Regions from separate parts of the Danio rerio genome. Here region 2 is linked to region 1. Evidence: chromatin contacts called from public Hi-C data. All regions are on one chromosome and are shown on one strand. Each heading gives the region's core, a stretch centred on a gene start, on an enhancer-like site or on the middle of the called end of the contact. The rest is flanking DNA. Distances are from core to core; before and after follow the strand shown. Region 1 holds the start of ankrd33bb (ankyrin repeat domain 33Bb). Region 2 holds the start of tcea1 (transcription elongation factor A (SII), 1).

Region 1 (4,887 bases), core at 1,292-3,791:
GAGCATATTTCCTGTTGTCATAATCTACAGTACTTCTGTAGTGCGCTACTACAAATTCCTTGCACTACTATAGAAATAGAAACTTTGTATGCAAAAAAAAAAAAAACTTTTTTTTTTACAAATACAGTCATGTCAGTGTTTTACATAAAAGGCTACGGATGCGGCTACGGATGCTCAAAGTTTATGATCTTCAGCCTAATATGCATTGTGGATTAGTGACATAATCGGACCAGTTTTGTAACAGATGTATGGGATGAAAAGTGACCTGCTTTTACAGTTTTCTCAGTCTCTGATACATTTATTAAATCAAAATTGAAATCTGCAAAACAGTAGGTTCATTTCTCAAAACAGCGTGTACAAATATCAAAACAGCATGGATGACCTGCAAAGGCCAGTCTCTTGCTCAAAATCATCAGCTCATAAATTTCTGTCAATAAACGTGCCAATGCCAACAGAATTAAAAGTCATTGTGTACTGATAAGGCAGTCAAATTAGTCATTAGTCATATTGTTAAAGGCTACTCTGGAGGGGTGTTCTGATGTAAACTATATAGAGTATATAGCATGACTGGTGTCTGTGTGTGGCTGTCTTACCAGCTAATAGAGTGAGCACACTTTCATTCTTCCCAATCAGAATTGCACGACCTTACTTTGTGGAACGCCCAAAAAAACAAACACAAAAGCGTGGACAAGTTAGATGACGGTGTCTGCCACTTTAGAAGCATAGACGAATTACTATCAAAGAAAAACGGCATTTAGGTAATATGTGAATATCTTGGTTTTAAAGTCACAGACACCGTACAAAACTGGTCGTTTGTAAGAGCTGTATCTAAAAAAACACCGCAGGCGGCTAAATGAAGAGTGTCATGTTAAAAATCAACTGAAAGTATTGCCTCAGTTTACACTCAGTCTAGTAGCCAGCAATAAGAAAGTACAATTTCCGAGGTTTTTTTTTTTTTTTTGTTACATTGTATGAAAAAACATCACAAAGATGAGATTGTAAAACAGACCAAAATAATACATTTTGATCAGCGACATAAGCAACTGATAATGTAGGAAACATCAGAGAATTGCACATAATCATTTGCATGGATGTAGAAAAAGGCATGTGACTTGTTCAAAGGAAAGAGAAACTACTTTTCTGATGTAACAATGATTAAAAGATTGAACAAGTAGTTTTGAGTATTTCAATTTTGATCTGAGAAATGGACCAAAGTGACTGAAAAAACTGTAATATGCTTCACACAGTGTTCTTAGAATGTACCGCTTTAATCAGCATTTATGACAAAAAGTAGCCTAATACTGAAATCAGGGTGTCTGCTGGGTCTTATGTCTAAAATTTTAAAAACAATATTTTAGGCATTAAAAAGTCTTAAATCCATGTAAATATTGCGTTTTGTGTTTTACATCATTTTAACCAGGGGTTCAATTTCCTTTGTCCATAAAGCTATACCCATTCGGGCCGACATCCATCCAATCACCAACAATCCATCCTAGTAAAATCAGGGAAAGAAAACTAAAAACAATTACACAGTTCCCCATGATAATAACAGAACAATATACTCCTTTACATTATCTTTCATTCATACAAAGCTTATAACAAATTATTACAGAAATAAGGGGGAGTAGACATAATTATGAAACTTAAGGTTTTATAACAGAAATGCATTAGGTTTAATAGAAGTTACTCAATCAATTTGGACTAAAAGCCAACAAACATATAATTTAGATTATTTATGTAAATGCCTCCACAATAAATTTAATTTTAATGATGTTAAATGTGTCATTTAAAAAAAGAAAATAAATATTATGGTGAAAAAAGTGTATACATTTAACTACGATAATTTTGTTTTAACACATTAAAGTATGTCACTGAGAAATAATTACATTTGATTTTTTTTTATAGCAACCGGGCCATCAGAAATAATCATTAGTGTTTAACCCTCTATAAGTCTAAAATTTAATTCATAATAGTCTTAAAAGGGTCCTAAAAAGTCTTAAGTTTGACTTGATGAAACCTGCAGAAACCCTGTGAAATAAAAAATACTGAAAAATGAGTGAAGTAGCCTGGCCAACTAATAAACAAAAGTTAATGATACTAACCTTTTACACTGAAGTCTATCAAAAAGCAATAAAATCTTTTAACAAAATAAAAAAAGGCAAATTAATAACTGAAAATAAAAATAAAAATTATTCAATTATAATTGTATACTAAATACAGAAGTTGATCGTTTTTTATTTACTCCAAACAACCTCTAGGATGTGCTGTTTCTAATGTATTTTGACCAGAAACATCAACACAAAACATGCCTTTATACAGTACATCATCCCAAAACCTCATAATCCAAGGATTGTAGTTTGGCAGCGGCAGTTTTTGTGTGGCCAAAACATTAAAAGTGGCAGTGTGTGTAGATTGTGTTTGTTATCATTGTATAGGACACAAATGAAAGAACAGCTTATCCACAACAGCATGTTATTTCTGCTGCATCCAATTAACCTTCCACTAATCCGGCGAGAAGGCTTGTGGAGCCAATGGTAGATCACAGTCAAAACAGACTATCAAAGTGTGGAAAGACACAGTGAATGTGCTTGTGAGTATCAAAGTTGGCTAAAAATAGACCCATAGAGAATAATAATAGTACATCACAGTGCTAGTCTGAAGTTCCTATGTATAAACAGACATCAGCAGTGTTTGGTGCTGCCATGCTCATCATTCCTGAATGCAAATTTGCTGCAATGCCTGGAAGAAGAAATGATTCTGCATTGATTCCTCGGACAGTAAGATTACTGTTCGGCACATGTAACTGTGAAAGGGGAGGGAGGAATAGAGACAGAAAGAGACTAAGGGGATTAGGAGGCTTCTCTCCAAACAGTAACCATGCCAGTCAGAGCATTTTCCGATGGAAGTCTTGTTGAATCCTTTGAACTATTGGTGAATTTTCCAACAAGACTCGGACTGGATCACAGAGCTAGTCAAGTCGTGAATCATGGGATAATTTAGTTGGAAATAAAACAAGGGTATGTATATGACAACCAAAAACCAAAGCTGGACTTGCTCATGAAGAGCACAGGATGTGGATGATCTGGAGAAGATGACTCTGGTTTGACTTCTGTTTCCACAGGTTTTCTTCATGTAATACAGGTAATCGGGTCAAGAACTGGATTTGAGGATTAATATTCATTATGTGACGGTTTCATTCTGGATGCTGGAAGATTTTTGCTATTGTGCTGCACCTGTCGGATTGTTAAATGGTGCTAATAACTGAGAATGGTGTTGCAGGAGGTGTTGTTCTGGTCAAGGTTCACAAACATGACACTGAGGACAACCGAGCAAGAGGCTGGACCAATGAGGAGTCCTCCATTCAGAGCTCCACTGTTGTAGAGCCAAACGAGGACTCTTACTATGCAGATGATGATGAAGACCACCATTTTTATGATGATGATGATGACGATGATGATGTCTACCAGGAGTTTGAGGAGTTGGACTTCTCAAAACTTCCAGATAGCAGAAGCATGGCATCAGATGACTCCTTCTACCCACCTGATGATTCGCTCAGCTTCGAGAAATGCCCGAGTCCTGAGAGCCCAGAGCCAGTCAGCTTTTTCAAGGCATGCTGCAGCAACAACGTCATCATCGTCAAGATCATGATAAGACAAGGTGTGACTGAGGCAGAGGTGCGAGAAGTGGACAAAAATAACAGAGTAAGTTTTTATGAATATGTAAATGCCAATCAACTGAATGATAAATATGACTGTTTTCAAACAGGTATCCTAAACATTCTCACTCAGGGTTGCCAGGTTTTTCACAACAAAAATCATTCATTCATTCATTTTCTTGTCGGCTTAGTCTCTTTATTAATCAGGGGTCGCCACAGCGGAATGAACCGCCAACTTATCCAGCAAGTTTTTACGCAGCGGATGCCCTTCCAGCCGCAACCCATCTCTGGGAAACATCCACACACACATTCACACACAAACTCATACACTACGGACAATTTAGCTTTCCCAATTCACCTGTACTGCATGTCTTTGGACTGTGGGGGAAACCGGAGCACCCAGAAAAAACCCACGCGAAGGCAGGGAGAACAACTGAGCCGAACGCCAACAAACGCCAACTGAGCCAAAGCTCGAATCAGCGACTCAGCGACCTTCTTTCTGTGAGGTGACAGCACTACCTACTGCGCCACTGCTTCGCAACAAAAAAAGGAAAAAAAAAATAAATATATATAAATATATAAAAAATAAATATTCAATATATATATTATTCATAAAAATGACATATTTTACATCACCATATAGATTATAAACGATTTTTTCTATGAAAATAACTGTATATTAGTTATAAGGATTATTTTATTATAAAAATTACAGCAAATCTGACCAACTGGGATAGCGCTACAGATTCAAAAACTTAATTAAATTATAAATTGACTTTCTTTTGTAAATTACATGTACATATTTAGCTAATATTTAGCAACAGTCCTGAAGGCTTGCAGAGTAAGTTTTGGGTTGGCAAATCTAAACTGGTTAAGATCAGGTTAAGTGGTTTCACAACACTTGATATTATTCTCTGTTAGCTCAGGGTTTAATCCATAGTTTGTGATCAACTCTGGACTGCATGCACCTGAAAGTGTGACACGTGCAGCCAACAGCTGTATCAGTTTGATTTATATGTCATGAGAGAGTCCATAGTGCACTTCTCTATTAACGATTAAAGATGACATTGGATACCCATTTTACACAAGTTGATATGATTCTTAGGGCCTTAATGAAACGTCTAAGACTTACTTTGATTAAATTTCTCAACTCGTGTATATAAACACTGTTTTTACCCTGTCAAAAGCACCTCAGTTCAAAGTGAGCTGTTTTGCTTTATATTAATTTAAAT
Region 2 (4,887 bases), core at 992-3,491, 210 kb after region 1:
TTACCCCACTTAATCTGCATACTTTGATTAGTAAACAAGAATTAAAGTTCACAACACTTCACAATCCACAGAAGGGCATCATTATATACACATACAATTCTGCTATTTATGCCGGTGTTTTTTTGTTAATTAAAAAGGTTCTTGTGTACATTAAAGCTTTAATCATTATTCAATATACTATACATTCAAACAAACTTCTAATGCAGACCTTATATAAACACACACGTTGTTTCTCAATTATATCTATCATTTTTCATTACGTCAGAATCTTCTAACTTTGTGTTTCCTGACCACGTTCCTGTAGGACCACCAGCTCTGCGCATTTTCTATGTCTTCTTAACCAAACACATCTGAGTCAGATCATCAGCTCATTAGCAGAGACTGAAAGACCTGTAATGGGTGTGACAGGCAAAGGAGACACCCAAAACATGCAGTGATGGTGGTGCTCCAGGAACGTGGTTGAGAAACAATGCTTTAACTTATCAATTCATTATCTGGTTAGTTTCTTTTTTATTAACAAGAACCAGTGTGTACATTTTTCCAATACAACAAAATCACTTTACATTTCTTAACAAAAATGCAATAAATGAGAAAAAAAACAGAGGTGAGGGTACATAGTAATCAAATTAGATACAAATATATTATTTTAGCTATTAACAAGCGTTAATAAATGTACTTGTACTGCAGGAAATGCATATATACAAACATTTTTATGCAAAAATGTTAAAGGAGGAGCAAAGCTATAACTGTTTTAACTGCCTTTGTATTTTTAGACTTAGAAAACACTTTTATATAGATTTGAATCTTTTTGCTAGCACCATGAAGACAGGTTTGCAATTGGGAAACGGATTTATATGTCAAATTTACATAATAATAAAATAAAGTTTATAATTAAACCAGCATAATTTAAAGAGCGATCCTTAACAATATTACCCAAAATCACATATTTATAAGATAAGAAAAATGATTTTAAAATATTTTGAGCAATAAAAGCTTCAACATTAAGCCGAGTATTTTAGCAAGACCAAAACAAATGTGAAATAGTTTCATTAAAGCTTTCACAAAAACAGCACTCTAACTGAATATCAATTTCAAATTTTGTAGAAATATTTATATATTTTTTGTAGAATAAACTCTATGAAGTAATTTAAATGATATTTCTTTAGCCTTATTTGTAATAACAAAAAAGATTTAGGTACTTGAGTCCAGTTTACAATATTAAATATATTGTTCCAGCAAAAAAAAAAAAAAAAAAAAAAAAAAAAACATATGGTCTAGACATTTTTTCTTTTAGGCCAAAGGTCTAATTTTGGGATTATTAGGCTTAAATCCAGAGTAACAGATAAAACCGACTGAGGTCTGTTTAGGTCTAGGAGGACAAACAGAAACCGCTCGTGTACATACACTGCTTTTGTACAGCATATGTATACCAGGTATTTACCGTTAGTATCATAAATTACATTTCATGTAATGTAATAGGAATTTTCTATCTTGCGATAAATTCTGTAAATGTAAATAATGTTCCTTTATTAAATGATTTATTAACTAATATAGTCCATAGTTAAACAAATTGTGAAAGAATAGTGATTTGTTTCGTTTACAAGATATTGGCAATATTCCCAATAAGAAAACGTTGTGGAGAGAAGTTGTGATTAAATAAGCTTCCATGTCGTTAGCACTTGTTGGTGAAAATTTTAGTTTCATTGTCAGTTTTTCAATTTTATAATTACACATTAAATTCTGGTTAGTCGGACAACCAATTCACAGACATCCCATGGCATCAAAACTTCTATGCACGAAAATAAGTTCACCTAATTATTTAGAAAAACAATTTACTGAAAGCAGAAGAAAACATGAGTACATTACCACCTCACCAGACATCAAAACCGTGTCGTTTTGTTGTCAATCTGTTTCATTGTAAATCGAGCACGAGCGCGCCCTAGTGTTGCATGTACAAATTGCTGGTCGCTCACAGACCAGACCGTTTTTAATCAAAATCACAGCACAAATTGCTGTATACTATCCAAGGGCTCATCGTTTTTACTAGTATTGTGTGTATCTTTCGGCTCATATATTTGTTTGTCGTTCAATAATTCCCTGTATGAAATTATTCATTAATTTGAATCGCTTCTCAAGTGAGGCGCGCTGGATATTTTTGATTAATGTTGCCTGGACTTTACATCGATTCAATCAAAGCGCGTTTCAATGGGTTGATTAGTGATGTCTGAGGGCTTTTCATAGACACGCCTTCCTATCAGAGCTGCTACGGTCGCCGCCGGTGGAGTGGTGTGTTCGCGGGGTGTTTTACGTTTTTTTAAACATTTATACTACGTTTAATTTGAAAATCTGCCATAAAACATAAACAATGGGCAAAAAGGAAGAAGAAGAGATCATCCGGATCGCGAAGAAGATGGATAAAATGGCACAGAAAAAGAACGGGGTGAGGTGTTTTGTCATGAATGAATTCCCTGTCTCGGACGAGGCTACATTGATACATAACAAGCTAACAGTTACATTCATTGAGAAGCGCCTATTTCATAATGCACATCGATCATAGGGATCTATTTTGTAATAGCTTTTGTGGCCAAATGTCAAACGAGCTTTGTGTATAGTGGTTCAGTTTATTGTTTTAATAATTTGATCACCTAGCAGAGCAGTTAGCAACATTAGCTGCTGTTAGCGCGGATAAATGCACGGGGTCAGTCAGCGGGAGGCAGTAATGCAACTGATTTCATCTCAAAACAAACAAGACATTAGTCTCTTACTTTATTATAATAAAACATATGAAACCACAATTTCTAAAAACTAATTGTTGTGTAGAAGTGAGTTAAAGTGATGCTAATTAGCAGAAGTTTGGCTACAAAGTGGCTGCTGTTGACGTCACTGTAAACACGCGCGTGTTATTGAAGTGCTCATGCTACAATTTGCACGACAAAATGTATAATCTAGAAAATCTCCAAATCGCTGTTATCTTCTTATTTTGCCCTATACACTTTTAATATTTTTTTATCTTTTCTATTTCTATCCTCAGATCAGATAGCCTATTGATATTTCTTTGTTTTTTGTTTGATTTCTGTTGTTTTATTTTCCTCTTATTTTCCTTCTTTTTATTCTTTATTGGGACCATTGTGAATAATCTAATGATTTTTATTGTAAATAATGTGTACTAAATTACTTTTCTGTTATGCTATAAATGTTCATACTTTTTAATGTGCATGTTAAACTATTATATTGAGTTACATTTTACCAAATCTTTGTTTGTTTTTTTGAAGGTTGGTGCTCTGGACTTATTAAAGGAACTAAAGAATATACCCATGACCCTGGAACTACTGCAGGTACGTTTCCTCTCTTCACATCATTCGTGCTTCATCACTCGACAATTACATTTTATAATAAGAAATTTTCTTTGCATTCTTATAAATAGTCCACGAGAATCGGGATGTCAGTCAATGCCATCCGCAAACAGAGCACAGATGACGAAGTGACCTCACTGGCCAAGTCTTTGATCAAGTCCTGGAAGAAGTTGCTGGGTAAGAAAAGACAAATGTTTAAGAAAAAACGTTTTTATCCTTATGATTTTTCCATCTAATTTTATTTTAAAGTTATAGTTAACCACATTATCCATATGTAGTCCTCTGTTAATAAATTGTATACTTCAAAATAAAAATGTAATTTTGTAATAAGCAAACTAATGCTTGTATCTAAATATAAGAACAATTAGTGTACTTGATGTAATAAAAATAATTTAACGACGAGCAATTATTTACAAGTGTGACTTATTCAAATGACAATTACTTTTGAGAATCAAATGACACGTGAAAGAGAAGTCATTAAAGTGACAGCGCAATATTCCTGCTCCCGCCTGTTTCCATCATTATTAATCAAACAACAAAAGGACAAAATCACTCACTGCTCTTGACTTGTTTGTAGCTAAAGTGTTTTTCTTACAGTGAAGATGCTTAAAGCACTGTTTGTTTCATATTTTTATTCTCTTGTATTTATTTCTCTTTCCTTTGCAGGGTGAAAAATAACTGTATATATACAGTTGAAGTCAGAATTTTTAGCCCTCCTGAATATTAGCAACCCTTTTCCTCCCCAATTCAAGTTTAACGGAAAGAAGATTTTTTATTATTATTTCTGAACATAATAGTTTTAATCACTCAGTTCTAATAACAGATTTATTTTATCTTTGCTATGATGACAGTACATAATATTTTCCTAGTTTTTTCAGAGCACAAGCATTCAGATTCAAAGTGTGATTCAAAGGCTTAATTAGGGTAATTAGGCAAGTCATTGTATAATAGTAGTTTCATCTGCAGACAATCCAAAATACATTGCTTAAGGGGGCTAATAATATTGAACTTAAAATAGGTTTCAAAATATTTAAACCTTGTTTTATTCTTGCCAAAATAAAACAAATTAGACTTTCTCAAGAAGAAAAAATATTAGAGGAAATGCTGTTAAAATTCCCTGCTCTGTTAAACACAATTTGGGAAAAATTTATTTAAAAAAAAATGTTCTGGAGCGCTAATAATTTTGACTTCAACTAATAATCCTTTTGAATAATCATGATTACAATTATGACCAAAATAATCGTGATAATGATTTTTCCCAAAATCGAGCAGGACTATTTTTCCAAAAAATTAAGTTGCATTATTAACATGGGAAAAAAATATTATAACTGCATTGCTATTGTTCCATCCATTTACGGACTTAAAATATTTAAGTTTTGTTTAAGTTTTGTTATATAGTTAGTTATCTAACTAGTTAACTAACAAATTAAAGAGTAAGTTATGAACATAATTTACTATTGGTCATTGTTGTTGTAATACCACTAATTGCCTCTATGTGGTAGCAACTGCAGGTCTTATTTTTGTACAAAGTTCA

Evidence for each region. A called contact is a pair of places that touch in the nucleus more often than the background predicts.
Region 2: a Hi-C map of hematopoietic stem cells shows a contact between it and region 1, with 2.1 times the contacts expected there. The contact joins the promoter of tcea1 here to the promoter of ankrd33bb in region 1. A contact is called at or near these places in 1 of 18 Hi-C or Micro-C datasets (hematopoietic stem cells) and 1 of 4 datasets of contacts at active chromatin or transcription factors (embryo).

The regions. Positions count from the first base shown.
Region 1 is chr2:33,488,232-33,493,118 of GRCz12tu, forward strand. It overlaps ankrd33bb (ankyrin repeat domain 33Bb), which reads left to right and starts at 2,542. Exons shown (of 4, transcript XM_021467496.3): 1 at 2,542-3,701. The coding sequence starts at 3,249.
Region 2 is chr2:33,697,915-33,702,801 of GRCz12tu, forward strand. It overlaps tcea1 (transcription elongation factor A (SII), 1), which reads left to right and starts at 2,242. Exons shown (of 10, transcript NM_199994.2): 1 at 2,242-2,440; 2 at 3,273-3,335; 3 at 3,425-3,530. The coding sequence starts at 2,366. LOC101882676 reads right to left here and starts at 1,930. Exons shown (of 3, transcript XR_012392620.1): 1 at 1,867-1,930.